Linked DNA regions of Gossypium hirsutum: region 1 is linked to region 2. A link is a contact called in public Hi-C data. All regions are on one chromosome and are shown on one strand. Each heading gives the region's core, a stretch centred on a gene start, on an enhancer-like site or on the middle of the called end of the contact. The rest is flanking DNA. Distances are from core to core; before and after follow the strand shown. Region 1 holds the start of LOC107915794 (glycine-rich RNA-binding protein RZ1C). Region 2 holds the start of LOC107915786 (ras-related protein RABC2a).

Evidence for each region. A called contact is a pair of places that touch in the nucleus more often than the background predicts.
Region 1: a contact with region 2 is called in a Hi-C map of leaf, with 2.1 times the contacts expected there. The contact joins the promoter of LOC107915794 here to the promoter of LOC107915786 in region 2. A contact is called at or near these places in 2 of 34 Hi-C or Micro-C datasets (both in leaf).

The regions. Positions count from the first base shown.
Region 1 is chrD10:60,308,486-60,313,895 of Gossypium_hirsutum_v2.1, forward strand. LOC107915794 (glycine-rich RNA-binding protein RZ1C) reads right to left here and starts at 2,534. Exons shown (of 4, transcript XM_016844981.2): 1 at 2,405-2,534; 2 at 2,125-2,274. The coding sequence starts at 2,235. It overlaps LOC107915796 (protein SEEDLING PLASTID DEVELOPMENT 1), which reads right to left. Exons shown (of 9, transcript XM_016844984.2): 6 at 5,173-5,410; 7 at 4,696-4,872; 8 at 4,416-4,577; 9 at 3,428-3,859. The coding sequence ends at 3,557.
Region 2 is chrD10:59,952,400-59,957,341 of Gossypium_hirsutum_v2.1, forward strand. It overlaps LOC107915786 (ras-related protein RABC2a), which reads left to right and starts at 2,531. Exons shown (of 7, transcript XM_041103486.1): 1 at 2,531-2,855; 2 at 3,715-3,783; 3 at 4,615-4,680. The coding sequence starts at 2,699.

The DNA.
Region 1 (5,410 bases), core at 1,284-3,783, 360 kb after region 2:
AAATTCATATCCTGGTGAAGTTAGAAATTGTGGATATAATATATACTAAAATAATGTATTTCTCATGTCCATGTGCATCGGTTTAGTAGTTAAAAGCTGGTTCAGCTAACTGCCACAAGTAGTGAGTCCAATATCCTATAGTTTCAGCATTCTGGGTAAAAACAAGTGGATAACTTCGAACAGGCTCTCGTCGTAAAGCTGAGGGAGATAATACAGTCAATATAATGCTATGTGTATCAAAACATAGTGCTCCGAGTGCTCTATTATCTGCCGTACAGACGCAGTCCCAGTAAAAAGAACAACAATTTCAAGTTCCTAAGGATTTTCATCACAGACATGAGAAAAAGAACAACTTGGGGCTTGCTAAATTTTGGCTGAATGGTGATAGAAGCATGAAAGAATGACATTTGAACTTGATATACGAACACCCAAGGACCAAGTCTGCAAACTGATGCGACCTCACTTTCAGACTAGTTTAGAATATTAGATGACAGGAAAATTTACACAACTGCATCAATAGTCCAACGGAAAACAGGCACACAACTAATCTGGTACTGAACGTTTCTATTCAGAATCAATTGAGGTATTCAAAGAAAATCAAAAAAGAAATCTCGAAATAAGGCCAAAAACTGGATCTTCCACCATTGGCAAACCACATCAGCAGATACATTGCTGTCAATCCCATTCAAAACCATGTATCTCTGGCCTCAGGAAAGAAAAAAACATAATCACGCATGAGGATACAAAGCTGCTCCTTGCCATCATTTGGAACATAATGGCCTGGAAAACTGTACGCTAAAGTGTAGAGACAAATGTGGCACCACACAAGCACACTCCAAACAAAAGAGGTTATGAACGAGAGAATTGTACAGCAATGTAAAGCTCCACAAGGACTTGACAACTAAGAAAGGTCTAGAAATGCTTCCACATACCCTAGCAAAGCAAAAGACATCTTGACAAAACTCTGGTCCTCTTGGAAGGAAAAATGACACAAATCATTACTCATTTGTTGTCCATGAGAAAGAAAACAATGGTATTGCCATAAAACTTTCTGGCACTGACTTCACAAAAGCTTCCGTGTGATGCTTACCACAAACAGCCACTTAAGAAACAATCCATATTTCTTTAGACAGTCATTTCAGGCTCATCAAAAGTAAATTTCACAAATAATGCAAAAAAACTCATGGCTTGTGCCTTCATGCATGGACCCTTTAATCCAAGCAAAACTGTTTATCCACAACATAGTTTAAAATAATCAGTTTTAACTTCAGCTCCCTTCATTAATCATACCCCTTAAATAAATACTTTCTGCTTGAACATTATGTACAGAGATGACTTTGCACTTCAACTTGATGCAGTCACCCTGACCAAAAGCACTTCTTAAAAAACCCATCCACAGCATGTCAAAATATTTTTACAGCATTTCAACAAGAAAAGAAACAAGAAAAATTAATTTGATGAAGAAAAGAGAAACAAAAGCAAACTGAACAAATTATTTATAAGCCTAATATCATATATGCTTGTAAAACAAATTCTACTATTGATATATAAAAGCAGTCTCTGTTAGCAATGACGTTCTAAAATATAGATAAGAGACTAGTACCAGTGCATGCATAAAGAGCCATAGAGAATTTAACATGACAACCACCTTCCAGAAAAAGAACATTAAAATTACAAAATATTGTTGAATAATGTCAATAAGGTCTTAACATAAGGTTCCCTTATCAATAATTTGACCCAATCTTTTTTTTTCTTTAAATCCAGTGCTAGTGAACACATTCAAAACAAAGTAAATATAACCCAAAAAAAAAAAACACTTGCTTAAAGCATACAATATTCAACCAAGTTGAAGGCAAATCAACAACCCTTTTTCCCATTCACTAGCCTGTTTTTATTTAGTTAACTAAATAAGTATCTCTTTTGCTTTCTATGGCCTAAACATATATACTAGAAAAGAATAAAGAAAGCATAAATAATATTATAGTATATATAGTCAGATATATATTGGCAACCTAAAAACTCAATGTCAAGATCCACCACTGAACCGAACATAACATGAAAAGGGGAAAACCCAATAATAAAAAAACAGTTTATTATTTGAAGCACAAAAAAAAAAAGGGTAACCTGAGATTCAAGGATTTTGCCAAATGGACTAAACGCATGCTCAAGCTGTCGTTCAGTGACATCCCATGACAAACCTCCCACAAATATTCGATTCTCTTCTTTCCCCGCCATACTTTCACATATAATTTTCTTTCTTTCTTCTTCAAAAACCTGCAGATGAGAGAAAATAAAACCCAAAACAAGTTAAAAAGCTAAAATCTTTATATGTGTCCTGAGAAAATTCCTAACTTTTCCAGGAAAAGAAAAAAGAAGGGAAAAAAAATTAATTTTTGTTGTTTACCTCTTTTCTCTTGGCTCCGGGGCTGAGTGATTTTTTTTTTCTTTTTGGTATTTTTATGAGAGAGAAACCCTAGATAATTTCTAGAGACACGTGAAAAATTTTAAGCTGATCGGTTGTTGTACCTTGGGGAAAATGGGCCTTATGGTACAATACTTGTAAGCGAAAGATTGGGCCTTTATATTCTGGATTGGCCTATTAATAATTGAAAGAAAATTTTGCCACATAAAAAAAAATTCATAACTTTTAATTATCTTTTAAATTTCTTAAATATCTACTAAAAATATGTTTTGAGAATAAATTTATTATTTTTTAAATTTTTAAAAATTAATTTTCATAATAATAAAATTAAATTTCTAGTGATACTAAAATGTATTTTTATTACTTCAATATCCCTTGAATATTTTTATTTTATTATTTTAATAGATTTTTAGTTAATCTTTCTATTTGTCACTTTCAGTCTTTCTTCTTATTTTAATAAATATATATGTTCATAGAAAATAAAGAAATATCGTTGTGGAACCAAAATTACAATCCTAATTTTCAATTTTAGTTTTAACTCGATCAGTATGGACATTGTTGTCAATGCAGGAGAACATGAGTTTGAGTGCGTTGAAACAAATTGTTTTCAGGTTGAAGAAGAATTATGAATAATTCTAGGTATTATCCCAAAAAGATCAAATATGACCGAAAAATTAAAAGTCGAAGCATTGATTTGGTTATATTGGATTAAATTGTAAAAATATATTTTTAAATTTATTTGATAATTTCTGCAATATTTAAATTATTATAACATTTAACCTCTTCAATTTTATATTAAAATTCACACCAAAATTTTTATTAATTATTTATTGCATTTATCTCCTATTTAATATATAATCTTCTTTAATTGAACAAGCCGATACAACCAACCGGATCGGACGACGGTTTATATCGGTTGCGTCATCGGTTTGACCTTCACTCCCAATTTTTATCCTTGTGTAAAAGGAATGCCTTTCATTGAGAAAGAAATGATAATAAATGGCATTAAAATTATAATACAATTTCACATTTTATAATGTAAAATAATTACATCGTGAGATACATAACCTACAAATAAACTGTACAGGAATTTGAGCATTGTATCAATCAATGATTCATATGATTGAAATCATGTTATTCAGGCAGGAAGGGAAGCCTAGTAACACTTGTTCCTCCACAGCTATCAGTTAGGGGCTTTGAGCCGGTTTCGTTTCGTAAATTTGATGTAGTTTTCTGGGATTTTGATGATACCTTTTTGTTCAATCTATGAGGAAGAATTTGCAACCTTGGGTTAAGCTCAGTACCTGAGTTCTCTGCATCCAACTGATAGCTTTTGACAAGCTCAAGTTGACGGGCAATTATTTCGGAACATCTCGGGAGAAGCTCCACTGGTTCACCACCGGGAATGACGATATACTCGATCGCCAGACGAACCTCCTACAAGAAAACAAAGAGAGCTGTCGGTTAACAAGAGCTTTGTTACTTGTGGATCGCAGTTCGTTCAATGATGTTTGAGCAGAAATGATTTGATTAAACATGATAAGAGCAGCGTTTAATTATATTCTGGAATTAGGAAGTTGCAACAGTACTATTTAGCCTAGAAGTAAAGCTTATTGTTGATGTTCTTCGATGATAAGTTGAATAAGCTGTTTCTGAGCAGTCAGGTCGAGGTTAGGGTTCTTGAGAAAACAGAGATGCAGAGGTCACTGGAGGTTTCTTTACCGGGCATGCTACGGTTCATATAAGCTTAAGAGAACAGCTATTGAGCAGAACTGGCAAAACTCAAGTGGGTTTCAGTTCCTCTGTTTCCTCACCCGAGAACTTAGTAGCTTATTCAGCTGGTCATCTAAGAACATCAACACTTAATCAATGGTAACCGCAAGCATTGCTTCTGAGCTGTAATATTTATTCACCTTCACCAACAAGATTTCAAGAATAACTGAAGAATTTCAGAACTGTTACGAGTAAAGAGAACAAGGGAAAGATTTAGCACCTCTAAGGCATCGATCTCTTCTAATGTAGGTTTTCGTTTTGGTGCATCATCTTCGATCTCAATATCAGAAGAATCTCTGTCTAGAAGCCTTGACCTTGAGGCATATGATTCCCTTTCGAGAATCATGCGCACTGCTTTGACCATTTGTGCCATGGTATTTGACTGCAATCGAAGAAAACAAAATTTTATATTGATTAAGCCATTTTATATAGCACCAGTACTAACGAAAGAAGTTGGTTTTGTCAGCACAATTTTTTTGTGAAAATAGATACGAAGATACCTTAATAACAAACATTGGCAACTTGTGAAACTTTGCTACCCCACGAATCCACGGATTCTGCTTTATTTCAGATGCAGATGCTAATATTGCATCAGCCATCCCAATGTCATCGGTGACGTCTATTTCATCTTCAAGTCCCATTACTGTTGCTACTTGTAAGAGATCAGCTTCTAGGATCTAAAGGATACATCCAACCAACAAAAATTATATTAGCAATGCCATGCACGAAGAAACTGGTAGCCTCAGGGGCATTGCAAGCAGGGCACCACATTCACTAAGCTTATTAAATGCACCCACAATAATCTATTAAATATCGTCCAATAATAATATGAATCATGTTCCTTTTCGGGGAAAAGTTCTAAAACAATATCTTAGTCTTGAAATCCGACCTGCTTTTTCTCAGCATCGCCTCAAATTATTATATGAATGGAAACATAATGAAATAAAGGTGATGGAAATGAAATTTGTGTGCTTCACCTTGTAAGTATAAACAAATATTGGTAAGGTCCTTTTGCTTGCAGATCCAGTAAACCTCTGTTTCCTTTTAGGTTTAGGAAGATAATCTTCATCTTCATCACTAAAATCAACTTCAGCAAATTTTTCTTCATTAAAAAGCAAGTCAGATTGTTCATCTTCCTCGCCGTAATCAACTTCAGCACCTTTTTCATCATTAACAAGCATGTCAGGTTCTTCAAGATGATCAATTTTATGCACT
Region 2 (4,942 bases), core at 1,281-3,780:
AATAATCACCCTTACCGAGACGAATAAAACATTATCTTTAAAGATAATTCCCCCCACAATACAACAATCTCTTGTTATTTAATAAAGAAGGAGAAAAGCTCGTAGGATTTACAAAATTTGGGCCTAGATTGAAATTAGTGTAATGGGCCCAATATTTGTTATAAAATTTGTTACATTGGTTGTTATAGGCCCATTGGGCTCAGAGTTTTATTTAACGTACTGAAACCAAATTAAAAAAGATTTATTTTATTGGTTTTAAGTTTTGGTTGTTATAAAGCTAAAATTTAAATAATACAAATTTAACAGATGAAGAAACAAAAGGAAAGCGAAAGGGGATGAAATTATTATCAAAATAGGTGAGGCAAAAGGTTGGACTGTTGACCAAAAATAGTCAAAGGGGCTGAGCTCACTCACTGTGTTGTACGGAACGTGTCAAGAAGGTAGGCCTTTTACATGGCGACGTGGCATGGTTTGGAACAAATTGATAACCTATGCATATTTTGTCAAAATAATTTTTATTGTATTTTTAAATTTTTTTATCATCAATTTTTGTTTTTCTTAAATTATTTTTTCAATATATTTAATGAAAGTATCGTTAAAAATGTTATCAAAGATGACGTGGAATTTTATATATGGAATATATTTTTAATGAGATGTAATTTATTATTTAAATAACCCTATGAGATAATTACATCTGAAAAATAATAAAATAAATAATACATGAAATTTTTAAAAAATAACTCGAAAATAAACATAATTATCTAAAAAAATTAATTCAATAGAAAAACCTATTAGTAAACAAACTTATGAAAAATTAAAACCTTTTGAAAAGAAAGATTGAAACATTGAATTTATTCATTAAATCTGTTAGAAACAGTAGTTTGAAAAAAAAATCAAAAGTTGATAGCATAAAAAGCTCAAAAATACAATTAATATCATTTTGACAAAACATACAAACGTTAGTGATCAAATTTATAATTAAGTCAATTTAAAATTCCCCTACCTTTTTAATATTGAAATTGGGGCAATAGCTCTTCTATGGCACGCTCCAGGTGCTCGTGGAAAGGTATTATAAAAGTTTTTATAGTAGGAGTTAAATTATATTTTATCTTTTTTTATTGACAAAATAGGTAAAGTGGTTCTTATATGTTAGATTAAAGAGCAAATTAGTCCTTTTGGTTAAAAATTCCATCAATTTCTATATTAAAAATTTATCATTGTATGTCAGAATGAGGTACATATAGTTGTCTGCTTATTTTGTCAACCACATCAATTTTTAACAATGAAAATTTATGAAATTATGAGCTTATCTTTTGATCTAATATACAAAAATAAATTTATTCATTTTTTAAATAATACAATGAAATCTCTATAATATTTTTACCATGCACATCAAGTGTTTGTACTTTTGTTTAGGTGAAATTTCCTTTAGAAATAATAATAAAAAAAGAACCATGGTTGTTGTTGACATAGGTACAATTAAATTAATGGATATTTGCAATGTGAGTGAAAAATTATATAATAGATATATTATTAAAAATTTATTTAAAAAAGTTCAATCAATGTTTCGGTTATACGGATAAAGTTAACTATTTTTTATATATGATGTTACGAGTTTAGATCTCATTCTAATCAATTTTTTATCAATTTATTATATAAAAAACAAAAACATCCTCATTTAAAATATAACTTAATTTATATATGAGAGGATATTTTAATGTTTTCATAATTTAGTTAGTGTCTGATTTATTCGTGATACCAATTTAAAAAAAAGAGAGTATAGATTAATTAAATTTAAATATAGTAAAATATTTTACTTATTTTAAATATTAAAAGTAAATTCTTTAAAAGATTTTAGTTAAAGATAGAAGATATTTAAAAGATTAAAATATGCTAAAAATCCTTATATTTATCATAAAATTTAAATTTAGTCCCTGGAAAGGGTTTTGAGAAAAAAAAAACTATGAAGAGTTCCGTTGAGACAAGCAAAATTTAACCGAGGTGAAGACAAAATTATTAAATGCCAAAAATCCGGCCACAGATTTTTTTTTTTTTTAAATTAAGTGATATTTGCAAAGCAATCTAAATGGGGAGCCCACATATTACACCTGCGAGGGGGGAGCGTGGAACAATGACAACCCGGAAAATCATGCTTTACCTAAATCAATTTTATTATATATATTATAAAAATTTATAAAACAGATTAAAGTCTAAATTGATGTCTAATTTTAAAATAATCCATATTTTATATATGCTTTAACATTTACATTTAGCCGACGATGATATTGTAAAGGTAAGAAAATGTGCGTTTGAGTGCGTTGAAGCATATTATTCTTTTATTTAAGGAATGATATTTGATACATAGGTCATGAAGAAATTGATAAGTATTATAAACGGGTATAATAATTAAAAAATAAATATTTAAAAATAATATTTTTTTTGTTTAAAAAAAATCCGTACTTAAAAAAATAAGCAAAAGAAAAAACAAAATTATATATTTGAAAGAAAAGAAGAACAAAATTATTAAGAAACACTCCCCGCCAACCCCACCATTGTCTCTATCTATTGTCTACTACTACCTGAGGAAATTTCCTTATTTCATTCAAAATATTTTTACTTTCTTTTTTCTGGTTGTTGATTATCAGAGAAGAACAAAAGGAGATTAAGTTTTTTATTTGTTGTACCTGAGAAAAAAAAAATGTTGGGTTCTTCTTCTTCTTCTTCAAAGGGAGGAGGGAACAACAACTGTGACTATTCATTTAAGATATTATTGATTGGTGATTCTGGAGTTGGCAAAAGTAGTTTACTTGTTACTTTCATCTCTAACTTTGTTCATGATCTTTCTCCCACCATAGGTAACTCCTCTACTCTCTCTTTCGACTCCTTTATTTTGTATTTTTGCCATCATTTTGTATTTTGCTTGTTGGTTTTTGCCTTTGGAATTCACACCCAGAATTTGCTTTGAATTTTTCAAAACTTTTTTTGACAATAATTTTAGAAAGGGTTGTTTTTATGTATTGGGTTGGGAAAGGATTGAGGAAAAGGGATTAAAAGGAATACTTTTTTTTGTTTTTCAATTGTTTAGGGAGTTAAGATGAGGGAAAAACAATGAACCAACCAACTTCCTTTCATTTAAGCTAAAATTCTTTCCAAGTAGTTATGTTAATTGTTAAGTTTAGCCTTATATTATTCAGGAAATAGGTTCAATGGTTTAGGTTTCATCATTTTCGAATGGACTAAACAGAAATTTCTTCATTTTTTGGGGGTCAAAGTGCAATTTTACCGTATATTAACTTAAATTTTCATTATCTATAAAAGGACTAAATTGCATGATTTTTGTTTTGGGGAATTCGTCCCTGGCTCTAGCTTAATTAGCAATGATGGAACAGTGAACAGATAATAGCATAGGCAATTGTAAATTTGTAACTGAGTAGATAATTGTAAATTTTAGGCATGGAAATTAATTCAATTATCCTTGGAGCAAATTTTTGCACTTAGGTTTGGACTCTGGGGCCCCTTCTTTGTCGTAGCAGAAAAAAGGTTTGAAAGGAAATGCATGGCTTGGTAGTGGTAAGAGGAAACTAACATGGGAAAAGCAATGCCTTTTCTTTGTATTTTGTGTTCATCATCTTGTCCCATGCATTAGAAATATCTCTGTTTCTATCTTCAGCTTTTATGTCATATTTTTATTGAGTTCTTTTGAATGTTTTCAAGGGGTGGATTTCAAAATCAAGATGGTCACAATTGGTGGGAAAAGATTGAAACTTACAATCTGGGACACAGGTAAAATTGATATGATAAAGCCAACACTTTGCAACTAGTTCTTACTTGGACCTATATTTTTTCTGCTGTTACCCTTGTGTATATTGTTAGTTGCACGGGTGGTTTGCATGCGATAGGCTTGGAGTTGATGCTACTGATTTGTTTTGCTGAACTCCTCTGGAGTCTTCATTGAGAGAAAGAAAGTGGGGTTTGTAATGGTTTCGTCCTTGTTAGAACACGGAATAAAGGTTTAAGAATGTGTTTGAGTATTTACTTTCGGAAGTTAAGGCCGAACATATTGCTGAATGATACTAGTAGGATAGCAAATGTCCCTTAAAGAGTGATAAAATCTAATGAATGCTTCTAAGGTGGCCAAAGAAAGCTTATTAAGTTGCATGAAAAAGGACATCCAGGCCTACAATTTCTGAAACTGATGTACTTGTTATCCAGTGAAAGAGCAAGCATACCATCCCCTAAAATATGCAGTCATCAATGCTATCTTCACTCCCATGAGCAGAAGATCAGTCGCGTATGCTTCAGCAGTAATTGCATCGGGATTATTGCATCCTCACAACATTTACAGCAGTACCAAAATTTATTTTCTTCCCGATAACAAGTACATCAGAAGCTTAGCCTTTAAGCTCGGATATATCTTCCGTACTTTCCATTAGAAGAAAAAGAATCATCTGACATGATCCTTGTTGTTCGGTATAATTTTATTTCTTAGAGTAACCTAATGATGGAGAAGTTCTTCCAGATTTTGTTCTACATCACTTCTTTTGCTACGGAATCAGAGCTCGCAACTTACATGCACCTAGTTCTCATTTTAATTGTATCTTTTACCTATTGCAGCTGGTCAGGAGAGATTTGGAACATTAACTAGCTCGTACTATAGGGGTGCACACGGGATTATCCTTGGTATGTCCTTGCAAATTTAAAACATTTAGTCCTGAATATTTGTTACTGATTTTATTTTGCTGAATATATGTCAATGGATGATACTTCGTAGTTTATGCATTGGGCAAACTACAAGAACTTTGAACCATTCTTTATGTGGTATTTGTCATTACGATTATGCATGCCGGGGATCTTTAATCATCATATGGTCGAAATAGATGTATTACTAATATTTGTGAGGGCTATTATGATGCCATTCCTGCTTGCATAGCTAAATTACGGG